Regions from separate parts of the Macaca mulatta genome. Here all the other regions are linked to region 2. A link is a contact called in public Hi-C data. All regions are on one chromosome and are shown on one strand. Each heading gives the region's core, a stretch centred on a gene start, on an enhancer-like site or on the middle of the called end of the contact. The rest is flanking DNA. Distances are from core to core; before and after follow the strand shown. Region 1 holds the start of VCPKMT (valosin containing protein lysine methyltransferase). Region 2 holds the start of SOS2 (SOS Ras/Rho guanine nucleotide exchange factor 2). Region 3 holds the start of L2HGDH (L-2-hydroxyglutarate dehydrogenase).

What was found. Hi-C and Micro-C count contacts between places; a contact is called where the count stands out from the background.
Region 1: a contact with region 2 is called in a Hi-C map of blood, with 3 times the contacts expected there. The contact joins the promoter of VCPKMT here to the promoter of SOS2 in region 2. A contact is called at or near these places in 2 of 14 Hi-C or Micro-C datasets (blood and cortical neurons).
Region 3: a Hi-C map of blood shows a contact between it and region 2, with 3 times the contacts expected there. The contact joins the promoter of L2HGDH here to the promoter of SOS2 in region 2. A contact is called at or near these places in 4 of 14 Hi-C or Micro-C datasets (CD4 T cells, blood, fetal cortex germinal zone and 1 more).

What each region holds. Positions count from the first base shown.
Region 1 is chr7:123,350,905-123,354,423 of T2T-MMU8v2.0, forward strand. It overlaps VCPKMT (valosin containing protein lysine methyltransferase), which reads right to left and starts at 1,374. Exons shown (of 6, transcript NM_001266438.1): 1 at 1,106-1,374; 2 at 888-998; 3 at 655-727. The coding sequence starts at 1,371. It overlaps SOS2 (SOS Ras/Rho guanine nucleotide exchange factor 2), which reads right to left. Exons shown (of 23, transcript NM_001260585.1): 23 at 1,977-3,519. The coding sequence ends at 3,189.
Region 2 is chr7:123,464,818-123,467,878 of T2T-MMU8v2.0, forward strand. It overlaps SOS2 (SOS Ras/Rho guanine nucleotide exchange factor 2), which reads right to left and starts at 1,312. Exons shown (of 23, transcript NM_001260585.1): 1 at 1,171-1,312. The coding sequence starts at 1,257.
Region 3 is chr7:123,547,768-123,551,064 of T2T-MMU8v2.0, forward strand. L2HGDH (L-2-hydroxyglutarate dehydrogenase) reads right to left here and starts at 1,593. Exons shown (of 11, transcript XM_001099959.5): 1 at 1,379-1,593. The coding sequence starts at 1,518. It overlaps DMAC2L (distal membrane arm assembly component 2 like), which reads left to right and starts at 1,696. Exons shown (of 5, transcript XM_077940983.1): 1 at 1,696-1,744.

The DNA of each region.
Region 1 (3,519 bases), core at 124-2,623, 110 kb before region 2:
TCTTGTTGCCCAGGCTAGAATGCAACGGCACTATCTCAGCTCACTGCAACCTCCACCTCCCGGGTTCAAGCGATCCTCCTGCCTCAGCCTCCCAAATAACTGGGATTACACGCATGCACCACCACGCCAGGCTAATTTTGTATTTTTAGTAGAGACAAGTTTTGTCATGTAGGTCAGGCTGGTCTCGAACTTCCGACCTCAGGTGACCCACCCGCCTTGGCCTCCCAAGTGCTGGGATTACGGGGGTGAACTACTGCGCCCGGTCCAAACTGATATTTAAAGCAAAGAACAGTGAATTATTTACAACTTAATTCTCAATGTCATGGTTAACATGTTCCCTGGGAACAACCAAGGGAAAAAGAGACGATTTTGGCTTTTCATAACATCCAATTGACAAAATCCTTTAAAAATTTTTACAGAAGCCGTGAGTAAAATGCATGTAACACTTTTCTCAACATGCTTCACCAGGCCGGTATGTTAATGATGAGCATATATACAAATGGTCCATGGTGACTTTTATCTTTTCTTTACTGCATCAACTATAAGGCAAATCCCGGATTCAAAGATGTTAAAATGTGAAGAAACGTGTGCTTCAGAATCCATGAAATATGGTTCATCTTCTAAATGAAGGTATTTCACTCACTGAATACTTACCTCTTCATAGTATATGCAGTCGGCCATCAGTATATAGTCGGGTGGAGAAGGAAAGCCTTCTATTTCTTCCCCCCTTAAAAATGTCAAACAAATATTTCAATTGTTGTTTTAATAATTCAAAATACTCTTGTTTTATAAAGAACCGAAAAGTCTCCGTCCATCCTTTTAATGAAACGCAATTTAAAACAAACTACAAATCGATATCTTAAAACAAGCTGAAAGGCCATACAAACCATTTCAGTACCTTGGCTTGAACAGAACCAGTGACAAGATGCTTGTTCATATTAATATTCATCTTCAGCAAGTCTTGCAATTCCTCAAGATCGGTGACTACAACATCAGCCCTATAAAATAACGTCGACTGAGGTGTAAGCACAGGCGGGAAAACCTGTAATCTGGATTTCTCCAGCAAGAAGGTGCCCCCACATCCCGCCCGCCCGTCAGCTCTTACCCAAGGGTAGCGGCCATGAGCCCCACGGCCCCGGTACCCGAACCCAGCTCCAGCACCGACCGCCGGCTCAGCGCGTGGGCCCCGTCACCAGAAAACTCGGGCGTTTCCAGGTATTTAGAAAGGACAATGGCAGCGTCCCAAACAACGCAACCCACGCCGCCGGAGCCATACTGCTGTAGTCGTAGCACCGTACCATCCCGCTTCTCCAACACGCGCACAAAGCTCCCCAGTGGGTCCTCCAGCGAGGACTCCGGCGTAGCCGCCATCGCGGCCGGCAACAGAAAGCGGCGCGCGCAGGCACGTCACATCAGCGCGCACCGCCCCGCCCTGCGGCTCCGCCCCCTCCCCGCGGCTGAGTTGACGCAGCAGCGCGCGTGAGTTAACAAAGCCCGGAAGGCGGCGTTACCTGGGCGGGGCCGAATGTGGGGCTCCGCCTTTCCCGACGGGCTTGGCAGCCCCCGCTCTACTCTAAATCACACGTTTGGCTTAACGAAGAGGCCGTTTAAATCACTTTTCTTGACAAAACTACTATTATAATCTGCTCTTTAAAAAACAAAGCCAACCTCAGAGTTTACCTAGTTGGAGACTTGATTTACAGAGTAGTTACAAGGCTTAAATGCAAGCAGCTTCCAAGATCCTACGAAAGATGGCTATAATCTTACAATCTTCCTTTTCAAGTTCCTAGTATGCTCCTAGTTTTTTGTATGAATTCAAAAAAGTGGTTGCTAGAAGCCTGCAGCTCACATTTAACACTGAAGAAAAATGTGTGTGTGTGTGTGTGTGTGTGTGTGTGTGTGTGTGTGTGTCTCTCTACAGGACTCAACAATCTCCCCCTTTGTTCCTTATAATGAAAACACATATTTTAAAAGTCTTTTAAAATTAAGACTGGGGTGATTTATTAATCTTGTTAAGAACTCTGATACAAAGCACAGTAAAAGGCCACAGACCAGTAAATAAACAACGTGGCTTTTGGCTACTTTACAACTGCTGCTACAGCACTATCAGCAAAACACTCTTTATCACTTTGAACAAAGGCATCCAAATGGCAAATAAAAGTTTTACTCACTTATCTGATTAAAACATTTAATAAAGCTTTAAGTATTTGCTGGTTTAAATATTACCAATCTAAAAAATATATTTAAAAAAAATTTCAGTTAACACGAGATTTATAGAGAAAGTTACTAGGTGTTGAAGGCAAGGCAGTTGGTTCCTATGCCATAGAATTTTTTTTGAATTTATGAATTAGTAAAGTAGCAGATTGTATTATAGGCCTCAAGTCACTTAAATTTATATAGATTAGCAGTATCTTTAAATATACAATATAAACAAAACTGTACATACATGGCATATTAACTGTTTTCCATAACAATAGGCAATTCATTAGCTAAAGACATCATAGTCTGCAAAAACAAAAGGCACATCTGAATGAGATACATGCCCTTTTTACCTCCATCATTGGGTTATGTAGTCTTTGATTACATTTTGACAAAATAATAAACACTTACAGTGCCATTCTATTATTTTCATCCTACTTTTCATTTTTGTCTTCAGCAGCAAATACCGGCATTTAAGACATGGAATTAAAGAGTTTAAGAACAGTTGGTGTTATTCACAATTCTCCTAGATGTAAAAACTAGAAGTAAAAACTAGAAGATGGTCAAAGAGGTCTAAAAATCAGTAACACCATATACCCCTCCCATATTTGTGTAAATTCACTGCCTTAAAAAGGCATCTATTACTCAAATTTGAAAAATTTCACAAAAGCACTATCCCTTTTCAGTGCAATCATGTCACTGTAAACCATATTTTTGCAGAGTTTACAGTGCAAATATAAATTCTTTATACTGGCCTTTTGGCAGCACTGAGGATCCAAGACAAGGCAATGCTACTGATCACCTGAGGATAATGGTGAAGGACTTTTGTATTTTTATTTTTCCAATTCTTAAAAGCTTATTTGATCAGTAGCATTTTTGTAAGAGCATTATTTGTAAAAAGTACTAAAATACTATGTCTTTTTTTGAATAAATTAAAAAAAAAACTTTACAAATACCATTCCAGTGTCAATGACTACATATGGCTAAGGTCATTGGGGAGTTTCTGCATTTTCTACCAAAGGCAGTCTGTACAATGGGGGGTGCGAAAGCTCCCGTTTGTAAGTCTTTGGTGGCAGTTTTGGCAGATGAGGGCTTGAATTCTGCCTTGGTGGAACAGGGGGAGCTGGAGGATGAGCAAGATTATTCTGACTAGAACTGAGCACATAGCATCGACGTGGTACCCTTGGAGAGGGTGTGCTAGGAGGAGTGCTTGGCGAATTTGGACACGTACTGTCTCTGAGCCAGTCTGAATCTCTGTGAAGATGCCCCAGTGGAGGTGGCTGAAGATTAAATGGACAGTTTATAAAGTGTTCTGGAGGC
Region 2 (3,061 bases), core at 62-2,561:
TGTCTAGCTGCCAATAGTCATCTCTGCCAGGTTCTTTAAAAAGATACGACTTGGTGTTTGCCCTGAGGAAAGCAATACTTCCTTGTAAGAATTATGAAAATAATGGAAAATCTGCAACTCTCAACGCATGAGGAAAATGTCTTTAACTTTAAAATACACTACTTCCTTTCATTTATAGAAATTTAATGTATGAGGATATATTTTACAAGTATAGTCTCTTAAATTAATCTTTATTTTTTCTTTATTATTTTAGAATGTATTCTTGGTTATTTTGCACAAAAGGCAGAAAGGACTAAGTTTGCATTAATGGCAAAGAAAGCCCCTGCTCAGCAGGCATGATAGCTGATCCCGCACCTATTCAGTCTTTAAATGTCTTGATCCTACAAAAGGATTTATTATAAAAATGATCATATGGTTAGTACCTAAATTCAGAAGAAGACCACCACCATCTACAGGAAAGATGCACCCTAGCAATGCACCCAAACGTGAAAGACTGATTTGCAGGAGTTGCCCCCTTTTTGTTCCTTAAAATGATTTCAAGTCCTAAATCGCAATTTGGTCGTGAAGACACCAAATTTTCTAAGGGTAATCTCTTGTAAACAGGTAAGACACCGTCTGCAGGAAGTGGGAAGGCGCTTTAAATGTACCTTTAGAACTGTAAAATGAATAAGAATATCATGACTCACTGACATTTCACACATGTGAAACATCCATATTACAAAAAACCATTGCCTCATAAGTGGATACCCTTGACAAGCAAACCGCCTAGGGGAAACACTCCCAAAGAACTTAATTAAAAGTAATTACCCGACCTGAAAATGTGCTTTTGTTTTAGAAACTGTCTAAATACCAGCGGGACTTTCTCTTGCCCGATTCCAGCCTGAGGACAACAAATTGGTCAACGGCGGAAGTAGCCTGACGAAATGACTGCAACATGAAATCCAGTTTTATGATCATAACAAAACCTTCCTTCCGGGACCAGGCAAAAAAACTTGAGAAACGTCCTTCAGAATGCAACAGGCATTTGTGAGCCCCCATTGCCAGCCAACGAGAAACTGCTCGGCCCCGGGACTCGAGCCCTGTGGGAGGAACAAGCTGCTCCCCGTTAGAAGCCCAGGGGACCACGGGCCCGGCCCCCAACCCGCCGGCCGCCCCGGCCCCAGCACTGACCTTCCGCAGGGCCGAGACCAACAGTCCCCGCCATTTCGGACTATTCTCCTCACTGAAGAACTCGTAAGGCTGCGGCGCCTGCTGCATGGCCCCGGCGACAGCGCCTCCGCATCGGGGGCAGCCCGCGGGCCGGGCCGGTGGCCTGACAGGCAGGGCGCGGGCCGCCTTGCCTCGCCGGCGGCCGCCGCCTCCCGCCCGGACCGAGGCTACGGCCGAGGCGGCTGGGAGGCGGCGCCGGCGGGCAGGCGGAGACCCCGGGGTCGACTTCCTCCGCAGGGGCGGCCCTCGCCTCCTGCAGTGCCCGCAGAGGAAGCGCGGCGATCCGCGAGTCCGGGCGACCCCCGGCGGTGACCTCCTTTCCCGGCGGCGCTGGCCCGCTTCTGGGGCGGCTCCTCCTCCTTTGTCTGGGTTCGCGGCCCGGCAGGGGTACAGCTGGCCCAGCCCCGCCCCGACTCCCGCTACGGCCGCGGCGGGCGGTGAGCAGCGGCGGCGGCTGCTTGTCTCCTCATCGCCTCCTCCCTGCCCTCCCAGCCGACAGCGCCGCCCGGCCCTGCCCACTCGAGTCACCTCCACAAAGCTCTGGGGACCGACCCGGAGTGCGCGTCGGGCGAGCGAGCCTCACTATGGCGCGCACAGCGCCGGCCGCCGCTGCCGCCCGTTTAGCAGCCGCACAGAGTGCCTCGGTGTCGCCGCCGAGCCCCGGGTCCCAGCAGCCGAGGCTCGGCCCGCCCCCTCGGCCCGGCGCTCATAATCCCGAGTAGCCCGAGAGGCCTAACACGGAGCATGCGCGCCGCGGAGCAGGCAGAGGCGCCTTCCCGGCGCTGGTTTGCTGGGCCTGGGGGCCCGGGGGAGTCCGCTTTTCCTGGGACTGTACCGGGGGCCGCTCCAGACTCTCCAGTTTGACTGCTTTTTCCCCATATGCCCCCTCCTTTCGACCTGCTCAAGACAATCCGAACTCGGTGCCACTCTTGTGGCGCCTCGAGCCCCAGGACTACCGTCTTGGGAGGCTGTACAGGGACGTGGAGAGAAAGGGTCATTCGGGCTGGACGGGATATTTAACGTATTTGTGCTCTATGTGGCTTGTTTTCATGAGTACTGTATGCTTATACAAATTATATACTATATATAGTATATCGTTAGGAGATATAGTAACTGTTTCTTAGGGTGATGGTGTGGGAACCGAGAGATGAGGCGTGGAAAGCCCTTGCCTGGTGGTAGGGTCAGAAGGGGCAGATGACAGTGACGTTGATCAAGCTTGAATTGAAAGGTCCGTCACTTGCACGGGCCCTTGTGCGTTCACAAAATCATATCGTTTTTACAAAACTTTCAAAAGATATTTTCGAATTGTTTTCTTAATCGTGTCTTCCAAATTGTGTAGGCTTCAGGTCCTACAAAACCTGGATTGGCCTCTGGGACACACTCATTAGCAACCCAGAAAAGATCTGACAAGCTTTTCAGTTCAAGGAGGCATAGGCTCTGGTAACTTTATCATTACCACGAATTTCATCCCACTAGAGGCTGAGCATACTACTTTTAACAGGTTGTAAAGAAGATATCTTACTCCCTGTCTCTAGCCACCAGCAGTGAGAAAGGGAAAAGATGAACAGGGTACAAAAAATAAGTCAGTACTACAGTTCGGTTCCGGCATCAGTAGCTGAGCAATTCTTCTCCCCAAAACATGCACCACTTTTTCATTTGGGTAAAATCAGAATGGCCGAGTTGGAAAATAAGATTATTTTTCTAATCCAAGTATCCACTTAATCAAGAATATCCTCTAATAAATGGCCATATCTATTCACATGTACTTAGGATAAAAGGTGGGATGGTGAAATGCTTGTATTTCTCCCATTAATGTTTCAGTCTGTGAGAGCAAAGACTTTGGCTTATATAG
Region 3 (3,297 bases), core at 343-2,842, 83 kb after region 2:
GAGGCGGGAGGATCACTTGAGCCCAAGAGGGTGGAGGCTGCGTTATGATTGTGCCACTGCAAACCAGCCTTGGCAACAGAGTGAGACCCTGACTCCAAAAATTGTTTTAAAAAACATTTTAAGTATAAACAAAACTTTCACTAGCCCTACTTTTCTTTCCTTAAGAAAAGCTTCCCAAAAGAACTGTCTACATGCCCCACAAAAAATCACAATCACTATTACTGGTCTCCCACTCTACTCCCCTCATCCACCAACACGCAGCAGCCAGTCAACTTTTACAACATCAACATTTAATCGCTAGTCTCTTCTTTCTTTCTTTTTTTGCGGGACAGAGTCTCGCTCTGTTGCCCAGGCTAGAGTGCAATGGCGCGATCTCGACTCACTGCAACCTCCGCCTCCCACGTTCGAGCGATTCTCCTGCCTAAGGCTCCCGAGTAACTGGGATTACAGGGGCTCACCAACACGCCAGGCTAATTTTTAAAATATTTTTAGTAGAGACGGGGTTTTGCCATGTTGGTTAGGCTGGTCTCCAACTTCTGACCTCAGGCGATCCGCCCGCCTCGGCCTCCCAAAGTGTAGCCTCTTCTTAAAACCCTTTTAAATAGTTTCCCGTGGCTCTTAGAATAAAAGTTAACGTGTGGTTAAAATAAAATAAAAACCTTGCTGTGATGTAGTCCTTCTCCCGGGTCATTCCACACCATCTGTCTTCCACTAAGCTTCAGTCACACTCATATGGCCCACCTTCTAGTCCTCAAAATAGCCAAAACCTCTCCAAGCCTTACAGCCTTCACACAAACTGTTTCTTCTACAGAGGGCAGAGAAAGACAGTGGTTTCGAAAGTCACGTCCAAACTATAAATCACAGGACACTGAATTCTGCGGGCTTTGATTAGCATAAGAGCTGCTTCCGATGGGGGAAACTCTATGCGGGGTGTGCCAGGAACTGATTTAAGACTGTATTCAGATCTTCCAAGCAACGCCAAAGACGCCAGCTAATAAACAGCATATTTGATTGCTTACACTGTGTGCTAGGTCCTTTTATCCTTCAAACGACCACCTACAGGAGACGCTAAGGTCCCATTCACGACTGAGCTCTTAAGGAGGTTAAGTAGCCCAGAGTTCAACAGCAAGTGAACGGGTTGCTCAAAGCCAGAGCTACTCTTGACCTCTACTCTATACACTGCCTTTCCTCCAGCCCGTAAATACAACGAATGAACCTGCAGGTTGGTAGCTCCTGGGATCCGAGGTTGGAGCGCCACAAGACCCCAACCTGCTCTCACCCCGGGACAGGGAAATAGGAACAGAGGCACAGGTCCACCACCAGGTGCCTCTGCGAGAGGCAGCAGTGCAGGCGGCGGGGAGGACCAGCTGTCACTCACCTGGTGCTGGCGCTGCGGCCACCTCCACACAGCGGTCGGGGCCTCCCAGACGCCGACCCGCACGCCCCAAGGAAGCCCCCGGCGAAACCCCCGCGGGCCCGTCCGCAGGCACCAACCAAATAACGCAGCGCCGGCACCATCCCCTACGCTCCCCTGCCTCAGCGTTCAGAAGCCGCCACTTGACCCTCCACGGCCGGAGACCGGCGTCCTCTAGCCCCGCCCCTCATGCGGGGGCCAATGAAGTGCGCGCCTTCGCCCCATGTGGGAGAGGCTGCGGTGGCCAATGGGCGCGCGCGGCGGAGGGCGAAGGGCAGGCCAGTGCGCCGCAGACGCGTGGACGCGGGCTGGCTCCCTCCTTCCAACGCTGTGAGTAGAGGAGCTAGGCCCCTAACCGGGCGGTACTAGGCTGGTCGTTGTGTTCCGCCCTCGCTCTTCGCCAACGCTGGGCTGACCGAAAACCTGGCCCTTTAGGTCGCGCATCTTCGACCTTCACCGCCATGCGGATATGGGCCGCGGGAGAAACTTTGAGGGCGGGATTACGGTGAAAATGCTTGTTTGGGTGGGCCCAGCGGCTTCTTTCTCCCGGCTCGGCTTCGGCCCCGCCCCCGCCCCCGCTCGGCCCTGCACGCGGCCAGCGGGAGGGAGAGGGCCCGGGCACCCACCGTCTCCGTCCCGGCCCTAGCCGAGTCGAGCGTCCACTGGAAGGGCGCTCCCTGTCCGTCCCTAGTCCTCGGTCCTCACGGAGGCTCTTTGTCACAGCGAAGACTGACAGCCCGTAGTCTTCTGGACTTCTTTTATGGGGCTCCTGGCGGTGCTATTCATTCAGTCATTGATTCGTCTTGTAAATATCGAGCGCCTGCTCTGTACTGGACCCGGCGTTGGGTACCGGATGAACCAGACAGCTCGGTCTTTGCCACCATTTATCAGTCTGTGCCCTTTTCTCGAGTACTGAACCGAAATCAGTTTTAAATGTGCTGTGCGGGCTCTGAGCAGCGACTCACCTGTACAGGTCACTTCACCTGATTCCCATTCTGTAAAAATGAGGGCAGTGGGCTGCGTAATGTCTAAAGGACCTTCTAACTCCTTAAAATTATGTGATTCACCATCACCGTGCTAACACGGGTGTTACTAACGCCCATTCTATATGCTTGATGGCAGTTTTTAATTTTTAGGGTTAGCACAGCTGAACATAACAAATAGAATGACACAAATTTATTACCAGAAGGACTTCGTGTGCCTCTTAGAATCTTGGTTCCAGTCTTTGGTCAGGTGGCTCCAGGAAATCACTTCACCTCTTTGCGTCCGACCCTCCTCTGTGAACTAGGAATGATAGCAGTGTCTCCCTAATCTTAGGGCCGTTGAGCAGATTACACGAGATAAGGTGTTTAGCACAGCGAAGCATTTGCTACGTGATGGCATTTATTATGGTTAAAGGGTTTTACTACCAGAACAGTGGTACATAGTTTGCTTTATTTGTTAAAACAATGTAGAATATTGCCTGCTTGTTCCATCACAGATGAAAAAAAGAGATGGTTATTCAACTTTGTGAGGTAATTGTGGATTCCCATGCAACTGTAAGAATAGAGATTCTGTGTACCCTGTACCCAGTCTTCCTAGTGGTAGCATCTTGCAAAACTAGTACGATATCACAGCCAGGTAATTGACATTCACACAATCCATTGATCTCATTCAGATTCCTCATTTTGTATTAGTGTTCTCTGTGTATATTTAGTTATATATTGTTATCAGGTGTGTGGATTCTTGTATCCACCGCTACAGTCAAGGTACAGCCCAGGTCTATCATCACAAGGGTCTCTCCAGTTGCCCTTTTATAACCAAAACTTCCCTTTGTAGCCCCACCCAATCTACTCTCTGTTTCCAAAATTTTGTTATATCAAGAACGTTACATAAATGTAATT